2 separate regions of the Mus musculus genome follow, and region 1 is linked to region 2. A link is a contact called in public promoter capture Hi-C data. All regions are on one chromosome and are shown on one strand. The core of a region is the stretch at or near the end of the contact, and the rest is flanking DNA. Distances in the headings are between cores, read along the strand shown.

Evidence for each region. Capture Hi-C pulls out chosen DNA fragments and counts their contacts.
Region 1: a contact with region 2 is called in a promoter capture Hi-C map of liver. The contact joins two enhancer-like sites. A contact is called at or near these places in 1 of 484 Hi-C or Micro-C datasets (bone marrow-derived macrophages), 3 of 115 datasets of contacts at active chromatin or transcription factors (astrocytes, bone marrow-derived macrophages and embryonic stem cells) and 3 of 9 other capture datasets (adipose tissue, liver and pancreatic islet).

Annotation. Positions count from the first base shown.
Region 1 is chr2:38,256,872-38,264,072 of GRCm38.p6, reverse strand. The region is part of intron 1 of Dennd1a (DENN/MADD domain containing 1A); the gene reads left to right. Among named protein-coding and RNA genes, the nearest start is that of Dennd1a, 27 kb to the left of the region's middle. Within about 2 kb of position 3,457, at least 2 of the 459 cell types and tissues checked have an H3K27ac peak or open chromatin away from gene starts, as enhancers often do. A contact at or near this core is called in bone marrow-derived macrophages and liver, where this site is marked.
Region 2 is chr2:38,163,404-38,170,200 of GRCm38.p6, reverse strand. The region is part of intron 2 of Dennd1a (DENN/MADD domain containing 1A); the gene reads left to right. Among named protein-coding and RNA genes, the nearest start is that of Dennd1a, 120 kb to the left of the region's middle. Within about 2 kb of position 5,485, at least 67 of the 459 cell types and tissues checked have an H3K27ac peak or open chromatin away from gene starts, as enhancers often do. A contact at or near this core is called in bone marrow-derived macrophages and liver, where this site is marked.

The sequences.
Region 1 (7,201 bases), core at 2,208-4,707, 96 kb before region 2:
CAGTTGCCTGTTTTCTTTCATATTTTATTATGTTTTGTCTCCTTGACTGGTCTGTAAGCTCCTTAGAAGCTATTATCTGTATGTATTTAGATTACTCATAAGTATGTGTTGAATGAGTTAAATTTAGATGCTTCGGATGATAGCTGAAACCTAGAAATATTTATAGAGTGCATGGTTGAGTGTATCACAGCTCTGAATATTGTTTATTTCTCCAGGAAAAAGAAGTTTTAGTATGAATCATGGATTGCTTACTCATTGTTCTCCTCAGGGAATTTCATTCGGTTAACAAACTTACTGAGTGCTTGTTAAAAGCCAGTCCTTTTGTTAGGGGCTTGGGAATACAGGGATAAAGCAAAGCAAGATTGCCAGTCTAGTGGATAATATTACATATGTACATGTAAGTAGGTAGCATAGCATACCACCTGGGAAGCTATATCATAAAGCTTTGAAAACGAGCCTGGTGAGGATGTGGAGAGAGCAACTGGGTTTTGTAAGGGAGTCAAGAGAAGCCTCCAGAGAGGAGGAGGCATTTGTTATCCGCTTACCAACTCATTCAGCAAATCTCTTTTAAGTGTCTTCAACTTGGCAAACAGTGGTCTAGATGCATCCTGAAAAAGATACTGTTAAGAGAGAAGATATTTGAGGCAGGAAAACTGATCAAAATCATTCACTTTGAAGGAAGTTTTATGTTTGAGCTTGTACTACCTCTTTAGAGGCAAGCTACTGTTTTCATTTCTATAGGACAGTGAATGTATATGTACATATGTGTGTGCAGGTGTGTTTGTAGTGTGTGTGCATGTGGAGATCAGAGGTTGATGCTGCTAATTCTTTTCTATTGCTCTTTGCCTTGTTTTTTTTTTTTTTTTTGTTTTTTTTTTTTTGTTTTTTTTTTTGTTTTTTTTTTTTTTTTTGAGATAGGGCTTCTCATTAAGCCTGGAGTGCTTGTTAAAAGACTGTTCTTTTGTTAGGGGCTTGGGATACAGGGATAAAGCAAAGCCAGGTTTGCTAACATTGCTAACATTGAGCTAGTCTTTCTCAAATAGCTTAATAGGTAGTAATGCAGGCACAAGGCACGTGAGCGAGTTAGACCTGATGGGACTCAAAATGACTATGGCAGGGGTGGTAGGCAGATAAGATTGAAGGTCTCTGAGGATGAACTGCAAATAGTCTTGCATATCATGCTTTGATTATTATTTTTTCTTGTTCTTAGACTTCTGAATACGTTGGGATTTTATGCTTTTGCCTTTGGTTTTTATATTGTGTGGTGACATCGTAGGCTGTAGCATGTCAGGAGCCTGGATTTTGGAGCCAATGGCCTGGATTCTAGTTCCAGTGGCCTTACACTTGATCCTAACTGACCTATACCCTACTTTTCCATCAGTATAATTGATAATAAACACACCTGCCTTGTATATTTGCTTTGTTTTCTGTTCGTTATGCTCTTTGAACCTTTTGGATTTGAGTCTATGGAATATTTAGTCTGAGGAAGTCATAGTTGGTAGTATGCTTGGCTAGCATCTGTTTCTTAGTCACTGTTCTGTTGCTGTGAAGTGACAGCATGACCAAGGTAACTCTTATAAAAGAAAGCATTTAATTGGGGGCTGACTTAAAGTTTCAAAGGCATGAAGCATAGGGGAAGGCTGATAAGGTACTAGAGAAGTAGGTGAGAGCTACATTCTGATCTGCAAGCAGAGAGAGAAAACTGGACCTGGCATGGGCTCCCCACCTATTTATTTAAAACACACACACACACACACACACACCCCTATTTATTTAAAACACGCACGTACATATATCTTACATAATATATCCTGTTAATTGTTTCCTATCCCTCTACTCCTGCAAGTTCCCCCTACCTCCTTCCCCTCCCATCTGGATTCTTTTCTGTCTTTTATAGACAAGGACATTCTTCTAAGAGATAATAAAATAAAGAAAAATAAAGTAAGAAAAAAATCTGTCACATCAGTGTTGGACAAGATAAGTCAACTGAAGGAAAAGAGCCCAAGAGAAGGTGCAAGAAGCAGAGACCCACTTTTTCCACACACTCAGGAATCCTATAAAATCACTAAACTGGAAGCCATAATATATATGTAGAGCTACAGACTCATGCAGGCCTGTGCATGCAACTTGAGTTTCTGAGTTTATGTGAACTTTGCTCATGTTGATTTAAAGGGCCTTATTTTTTTGGTGTCCTGGCATGGGCTTTTAAAACCTCAAAGGCCATGCCCAGTGACACACTTTTTTCCAACAAGGCCATACCTACTCCAAAAAGGCTATAACCCCTAATCCTTCTAATTCTATCAAAGAGTTCCTTCTACTCCTTGGTGACCAAACATTTAAATATATGAGCCTATGGGGGACTGTTCTTATTCAGACCAGCACAATTATGAAGCCTTGGATTCAATCAGCACCTTATAAGCTGGGCATGATGGTGTGTGTCTATAATCCTAACCCTTGGAAGGTAGAGGAAAAAGATGTGAAGTTCAAGGTGTTTGGTGGCTGGAGAGATGGCTCAGTGGTTAAGAGCACTAACTGCCTTCCAGAGATTCTGAGTTCAATTCCTAGTGACCACATGGTGGCCCACAACCATCTGTAAGGGAATCCAATGTCCTCTTCTGGTATGTCTGAAGACATCTACAGTGTACTCATATAAATGAAATAAATAAGAATGCTTGTTTTTTGTTTTTTTTTTTAAAGGTGTTTGGTGGCTATATAGTGAGTTTGAGGTGAGCCTGGGCCACATGAGAACCTGTCTCAAAAAAACCAAAATAACAAAAACCAAACTAAAACAAAAAAAACCACCAGTGAAAAAACCCACACCACCACCAGCAGCACCATAACAAAAACCATTTAGACATGGAAAATAAAAGAAGTTCTGTTTAGCTGGACTTTTACTAGTTAGGAACTTGGGAAGTTAGCATTTATTTATTTATTTATTTATTTTGCTATTTTTTTTTTAATTAGGTATTTTCTTCGTTTACATTTTCAATGCTATCCCAAAGGTTCCCCCATACCCCCCCCCCCCCCAAATCCCCTATCCACCCACTGCCCCTTTTTGGCCCTGGCGTTCCCCTGTACTGGGGCATATAAAGTTTGCAAGTCCAATGGGCCTCTCTTTGCAGTGATGACCGACTAGGCCATCTTTTGATACATATGCAGCTAAAGACAAGAGCTCCCGGGTACTGGTTAGTTCATATTGTTGTTCCACCTATAGGGTTGCAGTTCCCTTTAGCTCCTTGGGTAATTTCTCTAGCTCCTCCATTAGGGGCCGTGTGACCCATCCAATAGCTGACTGTGATCATCCACTTCTGTGTTTGCTAGGCCCCGGCATAGTCTCACAAGAGAGAGCTATATCTGGGTCCTTTCAGCAAAATCTTGCTAGTGTATGCAATGGTGTCAGCATTTGGAAGCTGATTATGGGGAAGTTAGCATTTAAATTGACCTAAATCATGAATCTTCATAATAATGCCTTGAATGTTACTTAATATTTTACAAGTAGGTAAAAGATTTAGAATAATAGAGTACTCTCCTTAGAGTTGAGGACATTGGATTCTATAGAGAGGAGTCCTTCAGACCATGTTCTAGACAGGTAGCACCTGTCCACATTTAGACTTGTTAGCCTGCCCAGAACCAAGGCAAACATTTTCCACCATTCTAACCTGCATTCCTTCAGCTGTACCTCCTGCTGCTTTTGTCGCAACTCTCCTCTGAAGGATTTCTTTGCAAGTTTGTCTTGTTTTCTAAGTTGAGCTTGAAGGTCTTTGGATTTGGACTAAGATTGCCTTATTTGTACCAGTAGGATTGAATAGCTGTGGCTAAATACTGTATCGGAGTAAAGCTAGAACAGGGAATGAAATGAAAAGTAAAAATATTACAAGTTAAAAATGAGTATTTTGTGATCAACTTAGATGAGTGAGCAGACCTACTGTAGCTGAAGATTTTATTGAAAATTAAGATTCTCAGGCTGGAGAGATGACTCAGTGGTTAAGAGCACTGACTGCTCTTCCAAAGGTCCTGAGTTCAAATTCCAGCAACCACATGGTGGCTCACAACCATCCGTAACGAGATCTGACACCCTCTTCTGGAGGGTCTGAAGACAGCTACAGTGTTCTTACATATAATAAATAAATAAATCTTAAAAAAAAAAAGAAAATTAAGATTCCCTCTTCCCTTTTGTCAACATTTTTGGAGGCAATACTTGAGTAGGTATCTAGAAAGGGTCATGGAGCATTGATATGGAAACACTCTGGAGTTGAGGTTGTACAATCACTTAGCATCCCCACAGCTCCTAGACCCCTCTTTGGGTCTCTCAGAAAACAGAGACTCAATTTGGCTTTCTCCTCTCCCTCCATTCCCATGTGCTCTCTCTGCTTCACGTTGTGTCCCATGGCTCCCCTGTCAGTTTTAAACACTTATTTAACAAAGAGTGTCTCAAACTTGGCTGGTAATGCACAGCATTTGGGGGGGGTTCTTAACAGTTTTCTAGGCCTCCCTTCAGAGCCTCTGCATCAGAGTCATTGGAACCCAGGCATCTTCAGTCTCTTAAGTGTCCCAGGTGGTCCATGAAGGCAGCTCTCAGATCTGAGCTCCAGAACCAGTCCTGGGGCCCCCTCATCTCTGAGACTCAGATGGACTCTTTTGGAGTCTCACATATTCTTAACCCAATTTGATGGTGTAGACTTTTGGATACCTTTAGGGAAGGAGCAGTAGGAAGAACTCTCCAAAGATTAGACAGAAATGGAAGAACAGTAGACAGGCAAAGAGGAATGAAATAACCTCAACCTTAATATCAAAGTCTTGTATACTGTGTGGTCTGTAGAGATAAGCTTATTTCTCTTCCTCCCTTCACCTTTTCCCCACTTCCCTTTCCTTTCTTCCTAAGCTCTCCAGTGTAATAAAAGGGATTTCCTTGTGCTGTTCCCAATTACAGAACAGATTCAGTCTTTTAACTTTAACTGTAATATTAACTGCAGTGTCCTTTTGGTGGTGGTGTTTTTAATTTCTGTTTTATGTGTATGAGTGTTTTGCTTGCATATATGACTGTATACCATGTACACTCCTAGTGCCCACAGAAGCCAAAAGAGGATGTTGGATCTTTTGGAACTGGAGTTACAGATGGTTGTGAATTGCCATATGGGTGCTAGGAACTGAACCCAGGTTCTCTGGAAAAATAGCCAGTGTTCTTATCTGCTGAACTTTTTCTCCAGCTTCAAACAAAGGTTTTTGTTAGATGTCCTTTATCAGGATGAGGAATGTTTCTTTTAGGTTTTTAAAGTTTTAAAAATTGTGGTGTTGATTTTTGTCAAATGCTTTTTCCTGCATTTGGACTGTGCAATCATGACCAAATTTAGAATTTTTCATTATTCTTTCCTTCAGATGCTTTTTTCCCTTTTCACTTCACCTTTCTTGTTTGGAGAGTCCAGTATGGTAGGTGGTATGCAGTTGACTCGTGGGTCAGTGTAAGGTTTTGCTTACCCTTAAGTCTCCTCTCCCTGTTCTCACTTCATTTTAGATAGGTTTTGTTGTTACATTCTTTATTTTTCCGAGGCAGGGTCTTCCTTTGTGGCTTAAGTTGGGCTTAGCTTACTATATAGCCCAGCCTTAACTCCTGGCCATCTTTTCCCTTAGCCTCTTGAGTGTGGGGATTGCAAAACATGCATTTTCATGCCCAGCAGCTTGTTGCATTTTAAGTTCACTAGTCTTTTCTTCTGTAGTGTTTAATTTGCCGTTAATTCTACTTAGTACATTTTTCAGGGTTGAATGTTCGGCCTTATTTGTATGAATTAAGTGCTCTACCACTGAGCTGATTCTCTAGCCCATCTCTTTTCTTTATATTTTACTTTGAGACAAAGTCTCACCAAATTGTTTGGAGTAATCTTTAATTCTTGAGCTTTCAATGTTTCATCTTTCTAAGGCATTAATATGATAGAACCATTAGTCATGCTTTAATTTTTTTTAAACTCAAGAAATTTAGGTTAGACCAATTTAGTTTTGAATCTTCTACATCTTAAGGTTTTTTTTTAAATAGGTAGGATGAAGTTATTAGTAACTATTTGAAAGTTATTTCTGCTAGTTCTAATTGATATATTTGTTATAAGTTGTATTTTTCCAATTTATTGAATGCCCTAAAGGTTTTGATTGAATGTCTGTTGCTGTATATTTTATCTTGTTGAGTGCTGGTTCTTTTAATATTCTTTTAAAATATTTATTATTATTATTATTATTATTATTATTATTATTATTATTATTATTATTATTATTTGTGTATGTGCATTGGGAACAGGTACCTAAGGGGAACATGGGTGTCAGATCCCTCTGGAGCTGAAATTAAAAGTGGTTGTGAGCTGCCTAATGAAGGTGCTGGGAGATGAACTCAGGTTCTCTCTAAGAGTAGCACATGTCTTTAACATCTGAGTCATCTCTCTAGTTCCTGAGTCTTCCTGACCTGGGTCCTCAGTTCTCTGGGAGGTTTGACTGCTCACTTCTGAAGGCCTTTACAATTGCCTTCAGGTAATGACATTATGGTTTTTGAAGGGAGTATATACATATATATTTCTTGAAAATAAAAATCAGTAGAAGTAGGGATTTCAAAAGTGTATGCAGTTGCCCAAACTTGTAGAGCTGTGCAGTTATAGTATGTGTATTCTGGTGTGTGCACACTAGAATAGGTACAGCTGTGTAGCTGCAATTGCATAGTGTAGGCATCAAGTTAATTTAATAAAAAGAGGATGGTGTCTGATACTCACACTGCTTGGACTCTAATCTCTGTCTTTTGCAAGCTAGGGGGCAGCCTTTTTTTTTTTTTTTTTAAACTTTGTTGTATTTCAGTGGCCTCTCCTATAAAGTGAGAATAAATATGATGAACTCTTTAGTGGGGTTACTAGGAAGAGTAAAGATAATATAGAGGTGCTTACAACAATACCTGATATATAGTCATACTTAACTCTTAACAAGGGCTAGAAACTTTTTGCTCTTGTGTAGATTATCCACCATTATTAACGGGACTAATGGTGATATACCTCCCTTCATATGATTGGCTTAAGGCTAAAGATAGACTGTGGAAGCCATCAGTGAAACAAGTAGTTTGTATTGCACATTTTTCTAAGTAGCTTTGTGAACACCTGAAAATAGTATGTCAGATACTTTACTCTAGGAACACATTTTTGGGGAGGTAGTGAAGCTTTTGGTGACCTGTCAGTGG
Region 2 (6,797 bases), core at 4,236-6,735:
AAAAAATGTTCATTTATTTTAAATGTTTTGGTGTTTTGTCTGCATGTATGTCTGTGAATTACTTGCATGCCGTATTCACAGATGAGAGTGTCATATCCCCTGGCAGATGGTTATGAGTTGCCACGTGGGTGCTGGGAATCAAACTTAAGTCCTCTAAAGAACAGCCAATATCTGTTACTCCTGAGCCATCCTTTTAATTCCTCATAGTAACAGTTTCATAGCAGAAAGGTCATGAAGCATGTGAATAGGAGTATAGGTCTTTAAATTTTTGTTGTTGTTTTGTTTGTTGGTTTTGAGACAGGTTCTCTCTATGTAGACCTAGGGGCCTGGAATTTTCTATGTAGATAAAACTGATTTACATGCCTTTGCCTACTGTTAAGGGCCTAGGTCACCATGAATGGTTAAAAAGTTTAAGATAGAACTCTATTATGCAATAATTCTAGTGGACATATACCCAATAGCAGTAAAAGCAGTCACTGGACAGATGATTGCACATCTAAGTTTATAGTGTGTTATATACAACATCAAAAGGAAAATAACCCAAGCTCCAAGATGGGATAGGAGGCAGACAATATGCCTACAGATGCAGAGTAGTTTTCATTTTTAAAAGGAAAACAATTGTTACTTATAAGACAGACTTTAAAGTCATTAGGCCACATTAAACATACCATTGCAAAAGAACAAATACTGCATGATTCCATTTACATGGGCTGCCTAATCATATTAATTAATAGAGGTACAAAGTCAAATGAGAAGAAGGAATAAAAAGTGGTGGTGGTGTACACCTTTAATCCCAGTACCCAGGAAACAGAGATAGGAGAGGTAGGTGGGAATCTCTGAGTTTAAGGCCAGCCTGGTCTACAGAGTGAGTTGCAGGACAGCCAAGGCTATACACAGAGAAACCCTGTCTCAAAAAATATAACAACAACAAGCAAACAAAGAGACAACACACACACACACACACACACACAAATACAGAAAAGAAAAGAAAAGAAAAGAAAAGAAAAGAAAAGAAAAAGGAAGAGGTGGTAGTTAATGGGTTCAGAGCTTCTGCTGGAAAAGGTGAAACATTCTGGAGATAAGTGGTAACTGTTGAAGCAGCAGTGAGTGTACTCAGTGTATGGTACAGGCACAGTGAAGAGTCTTGGAACTGTAAATTTTATGTTACATATATTTTAGTATAAAAACCTGTGGTTAGGTATCCATTCTCTGATGGTACAGCTAGGGGTAGGCAATAGTTTTCCCAGGGACAGAGAATCCCTCCATTAAGAAGTTTGTTCCACTTTGGCTTTTTGAGACGGTCTCACCAACTACCTTGGCTGGCCTGGAGCTCTCTATGTACCCAAGCCTGCCGTAAACTCTTACCCTCCTTCCTTAGTCTCCCGAGTGCTTGGATTGCAGGTGAGTCACTGTGTCTAAGAATATCTTGGTGACAGCTCTGCTCTCAGGGATAACACCTTTTATTATTTACCTTGTGTGCACTAGTTTAGTCCAGTCTCTCAGGTTCTCAGTGTTATTTAGAGGTCCTTGGAAATATTTCCTTGAGTCAGAAAACCATTTTTTAAACTCCCCTTTGGTTTGTTTGTTTATAGCAAAAAGATTTCCCATTGATGATACAAGAAGAACCTCTAACTTTCAAAAATTCTTCTAAGTTTTGTACACGAATCCATATCTCTTAACTATTGTATTTGTTATAACTGAATGCTAACTATTTTGCAATCATTTTCTTTATATTATGAACTTGGCAAAGGAGTCGAGGTAGAGGGATTGGAAAGCTCTCATTCATAGTCTGCTAAGGCCTGTTCCATGACAACATGTTGTTGTTATTTGTCCAGATGTATTCTTATTGTTGAGTCACAATAATGATGAGAAGACAGATCAACAGGAGGATGTAAATAAATAAAGCCAAAGAAGAAAGCTAGCGATGGATTCTTTGGTGTTTGACAGGCCTTGGCCGAATCCTGCCTATGTTACTTAGTTGTTGATTTGCTCCCAGTGAGCTTCATAGTTTGCATTTTTAAGTAGATACTTTTCTTTCTTTTTTCTTTTTTAAACTTTGCAGGGCCATTTTCATTAAACAAGGTTAAACTGCTGAAGTTACATAAAATAATAAAATAATAAAAAATAATAAAAGTTTAGTTGGTGTGCCTCACCCAGTAAATGGTAGCTAGTGGGGTTATAGTTGTTCTGCAAATGTTTTGAGTGGGATTCTGTTTCTAAAACTGAGTTTGTAAACTCATAAAGCAAAGAAATGAACAGAAAGAGCCTTCAGTTTAAAAAGATTCACCTCAGGGTTTCTGAAAATCAGTGTAGTCCCTAGTGCATGATGTTTACAGATCATTAGCAAACAGATGCCAGGAGGCAAATAAATGGTGGCTTGAAGATCTGCAATCACTGAACATAGAGAAACCCGGTTCTTAGACAGTTATAACTTTCTAGGTAAGTATTAGAAGGCAATGGGAACATTTTTAATTAGGTTTATAAAATTTTACTTCAGGAACACCCTTATTTCCAATATGAGGTACACCTATACGTCTATAGTCATCTCATTTATAGTGCTTGCTTATTTCTCCTTTGGGGTTAACAATATCCCAGCAATTAATATTTATTGTGTTTTTACCACATGCCAACATGATCTTAGGAAGCACATGGCAGTCAAAGGCTTTTCTTCAATTGGATGTTTTGAAATAGGCCTTTTTATCCACTTGAAGAGACAGGGTATTTAATTAGCTTATTCTTTTCTATTCTATTTGTTGTTTATTTGTAACAGAAGAGATTTTTGTGGGAAACAAGCTAAGTAAAGCATGGGACCTGACTCCATGACATATTTTGGCTCTGTTCTGTTCAGAATGAGGGTGGTGCATTATGGCCTTGACTATTGATCTAGATCTAGACTCCCCTACTTCTCTGTCTCTCTTCCAAGAAGACTTTGCTCTTCTCTTTTGGACAAGGCTCCATGCCTCTAGGCTAATCTCTGCTTTAGCTCTTGGTCAGCTCCAAGGCAGCTACTTGTTAAGTACTGTGTTCTCCATTTATGCTCTTTTAAATTTAAACTCTTGGGGGGCTTGTTCATCACCTGGGCTGGGTGTGTAGCATTTGTACCTCAAATGCATACTGACTTTTAAATGTTGGCCAAGTTAGTTTAAAACCCTAGACAAACTTATTGCTTTCTTTATAATAAAACTGACACGATAGTTCCCAAGGATAACTTTGTTATGAAAGTAAAAAACAGAAATTTTGTATAACACACCTGTCATAGTGCTACTGACATATAGCTGGTAGTCCATCAGTAGTTTTGAATAAATAATAGTCTCATTTTCCCCACACAATCACAGATATTATATATCTATAAAATATGTAATAATGCCACCTTTGGTGTATAAAAGGCACAGCTATAATGTAAGTCTAAAATAGTTACATAAACATAAAAATGCGATATTCAAAAAGGACAGGATAGGGCCAAGGCTGTGTAGAGGACTTGGTTTGCATGCCTGAGGCCCCAGGTTCTAGTCTCAATTCTGCAGAGAACAACATCAAGCTATGATAAAATAAATTGTAACTCATGGGAAAACTCCCATGAAATTGAGATTGTAACTATTTAAAAAGGTGATATCTATCTAAATGTGTTATTGATCAACTTTATAGATCTTGGAAATTAGCTTCAAACTCTGAACTAAATAACAGAAATTATAACTTTGTATGTAAATGACTGGGTTGAAAACTGGGGTATAGTAAGGGAAATGGTAACATTTAACTGAGAACATCCCTTTGTGCATATGTGGTGTAAATTTTAAGGATCTGAGTTATATTCCTTTTGTAAGTGAAATTAGTTATGTGACACATTTTAAGTTATCAGTAACTGGGGAAGTTAAAATATTTTCACCTTCTGTAGACAGCAAGATGAATTCTTTGGATTTTGCTCTATGATGTCAAAGGACGCATTATTTGCAGAGCAGCTGATGCATTTAGGACTTGTTGATTCACTTAATTGGTAACTGTACTACATTCATAACTCCAACAGCTGAAAACAATAGGTTAGTGTCTGCTGTTTATGCACTAATAGCCACGGCGGAGCAGAGTATGTCGGAAGAGCAGAGTCTGTTAGTCTGAGGAGGAATCCGCACATGAATGCACTATTGCTAATCACAGAGGTGGGTTTTCTGTTCTTCATTGAGAAGCACTGTTTGTCTTTTTTTCTTTTCTTTTCTCTTCTCTTTCTCTTTTTCTTTTTCTTTCTCTCTCTCTCTTTTTTTAATATATGTCAGTGGCCAAGTATGTTGTGTCTATGTAATTAGACTGACTGCTGTGAAATAGTATGTAATTGAATTTGAAATTTTAGTGCTGAGAGGAAATGCTTCCTAGAAATGAGTCATGGTTGAAATCAGCTCAGTGTTTTTATGTCTTTCAGTTTTCATGTTTTAGAGCAAAAAGTGAATACATACAGTAGGTGATAAAAATTTTTTAGGGGACAATTCCATTGGGATATAGAAACCAATAAATGTTCATTTGAAGAAATTAGAGATACTGTACTTCTCATTAGTGGGCTATTTATTTATTTATTTCTTCTGAGTTTTTAGGATCAAATTTCCATTTTAGGACTAGTAATTTTTAAATTAAAACATAAAAATATGACAAACTCTTCCTGTTTCATTGTCAAGAAAAGGAACACTGATTTTTTTTATTGAATATTTTCTTTATTCACATTTCAAATGGGAAAACTGATTTTTAAACTATGTAAAGTATTTAAAATATTCCTTTTAAAATTTGACTTTATAAATAGGTAAGATTTAACTATGATAGAAGTGAGTGCATTCCTAGAATAATTATGTTCACTTAAAATGCTAAACCAACAATTTGAGTATTTTATGGTTATAAAGTAAACATAGTAAGTTTTTGTAGCTTTAATAGGTTTAATGAGAATATCCATCTTTGAAGCTTTCTATTTGTGTCAGTCTAGTTTATAATCACACTGTCAGGAAACTTTTAGCTTCCCATTATAGAAGGAATTCTTGAACATAAAATTTACCTCTAAATTGTTTAGAGAAAGGTTGAACTGATCCTCAAAAGCTCTTACAATTTTTTGGACTATTTTCTTAGCCTACAGTTTTGGTGTATAAAATTGGAAAATACCATTAGATAAAGAACAGTGGAGTGTATGATTACTCTGTTTGCAGCAGATTCCCATCTTCTCATCTGGAAAATTAAATCTGATTACAGCTTGGATTAGCATTTATGGTTGTAGGAGAGAAAGATAGTATCTTAAACTCCATGAAATCGAGCAATGAGATTATATGGCTGATAGTTTATGTTTAAACCCTGACTTTTAAAGGGCAGGCCTTTCTAATTATAGGAATCAAAGGTGTTGAGTAGTTTGTCTTTTCTTGCCTAAGACATCCTAGAGACAAAGATTGGATAGCTCAGTAGGCATTAGATCTAAATTTTCCTGCCTTGACCCCTGGTATGTTAAAAGTGAAAGCAGTGCAAGCTCCGCCCGAGTGAACTGCCACGAGAGCAGCTTCTTTCAGAGGCCTCCAGAGAGCCCCAGTTATGGAAGTTGGTGACAGTTAGTTAGTATACAGTTTTTATACACTTCATACAAATTGTGATGGCATATTTTTCAATAATTGATTTGAAAGTATGCCATGCCTTCTTCAAATGTAGTCAGCCATGGGTGAGGGACAGAGAACCAGAAATAATTTGTGTGGGTGTGTGTTTACGTACTAGTTACCAATGTGCAAATGAGACCTCATATATAACCACAGCATTTTTATGATTTATTTTGTATTTTTGTTGTAAAAACTCTGTCTACCAGGTTTTCTAGGAACTTTAAGCCTAAGGCAAATGCAAGGGTTTGGGAGCTGTATAAAATAATTTATAGCACCTTTCCATTGAGTCTTGCCCAAACTCTTATTCTATTAATTAAACATCCTGTGGCAATCTGGTATATCTTATTAAATATTTAAAAGTATGTACAGTTGGAGACTAGAAAACATAGGTTGAGACTGAAGAAGGCCAGTCTTTTCTTTCTGGAGCTCTCTGTTTTCAGCACAGCCATGTTCTCTGCTGGAACGAATTTGTATTGCTGAGAGTCCTACACTATGACAGTGTTGTCTTGTGGCCTTTACAAAAATGGTATTATTGTGGAGACAGACCTGTAGTGCCCATACTGCTTCGAGAAGGCAGTGTCCTTCACACTGTTGTGACAGGGAACCTTGTCAGGAGCCTCTTATAGACCTTTTTGGTTAAAAGATGTGTGGGCTCTTATCAGATGGTCTATATTGTTGACAAGGTATTTTAAATACAGAAGTAAAATAAATTAATTGAAAAGTGTTTTCCTGCTGGGTATGGTGGTGTATGCCTAAAGCACTCAGGAGGCAGAGGCAGGAGGGTCTCTATGATTTTGAGGTCAGCCTGGGCTACATTGTGAGTTCTAAGACAGCCTGGAACCCTGTCTCAGAACAACAATAAAAAAAGAAAAGTGTTTACTTGGGAGATAATATAATTGATTTTTAAATTTGAATCAGAAGAAAGTTGTCAAGACAGGAGGTTAAAGAAAAGTGTATGTTGTTTTGTTCTTAATTTTCTGTCTGACAGACATTACTCAGGGAATAGGATGACGTGTACTTCTTACTGTTCATATGGCCACCTGCATCAGCACATTGTTGGTTTGTGCTCTTCTGTGGCGATACTCTGACCTGAAGATTTTCTCATTAAGAGTTAGCTAGTTTGTGAAACTGCATTTGGTGCTGTGTTTCTGAGTGAAAAGGTATTTTGGAACATTAGAAATTATAGTGCTA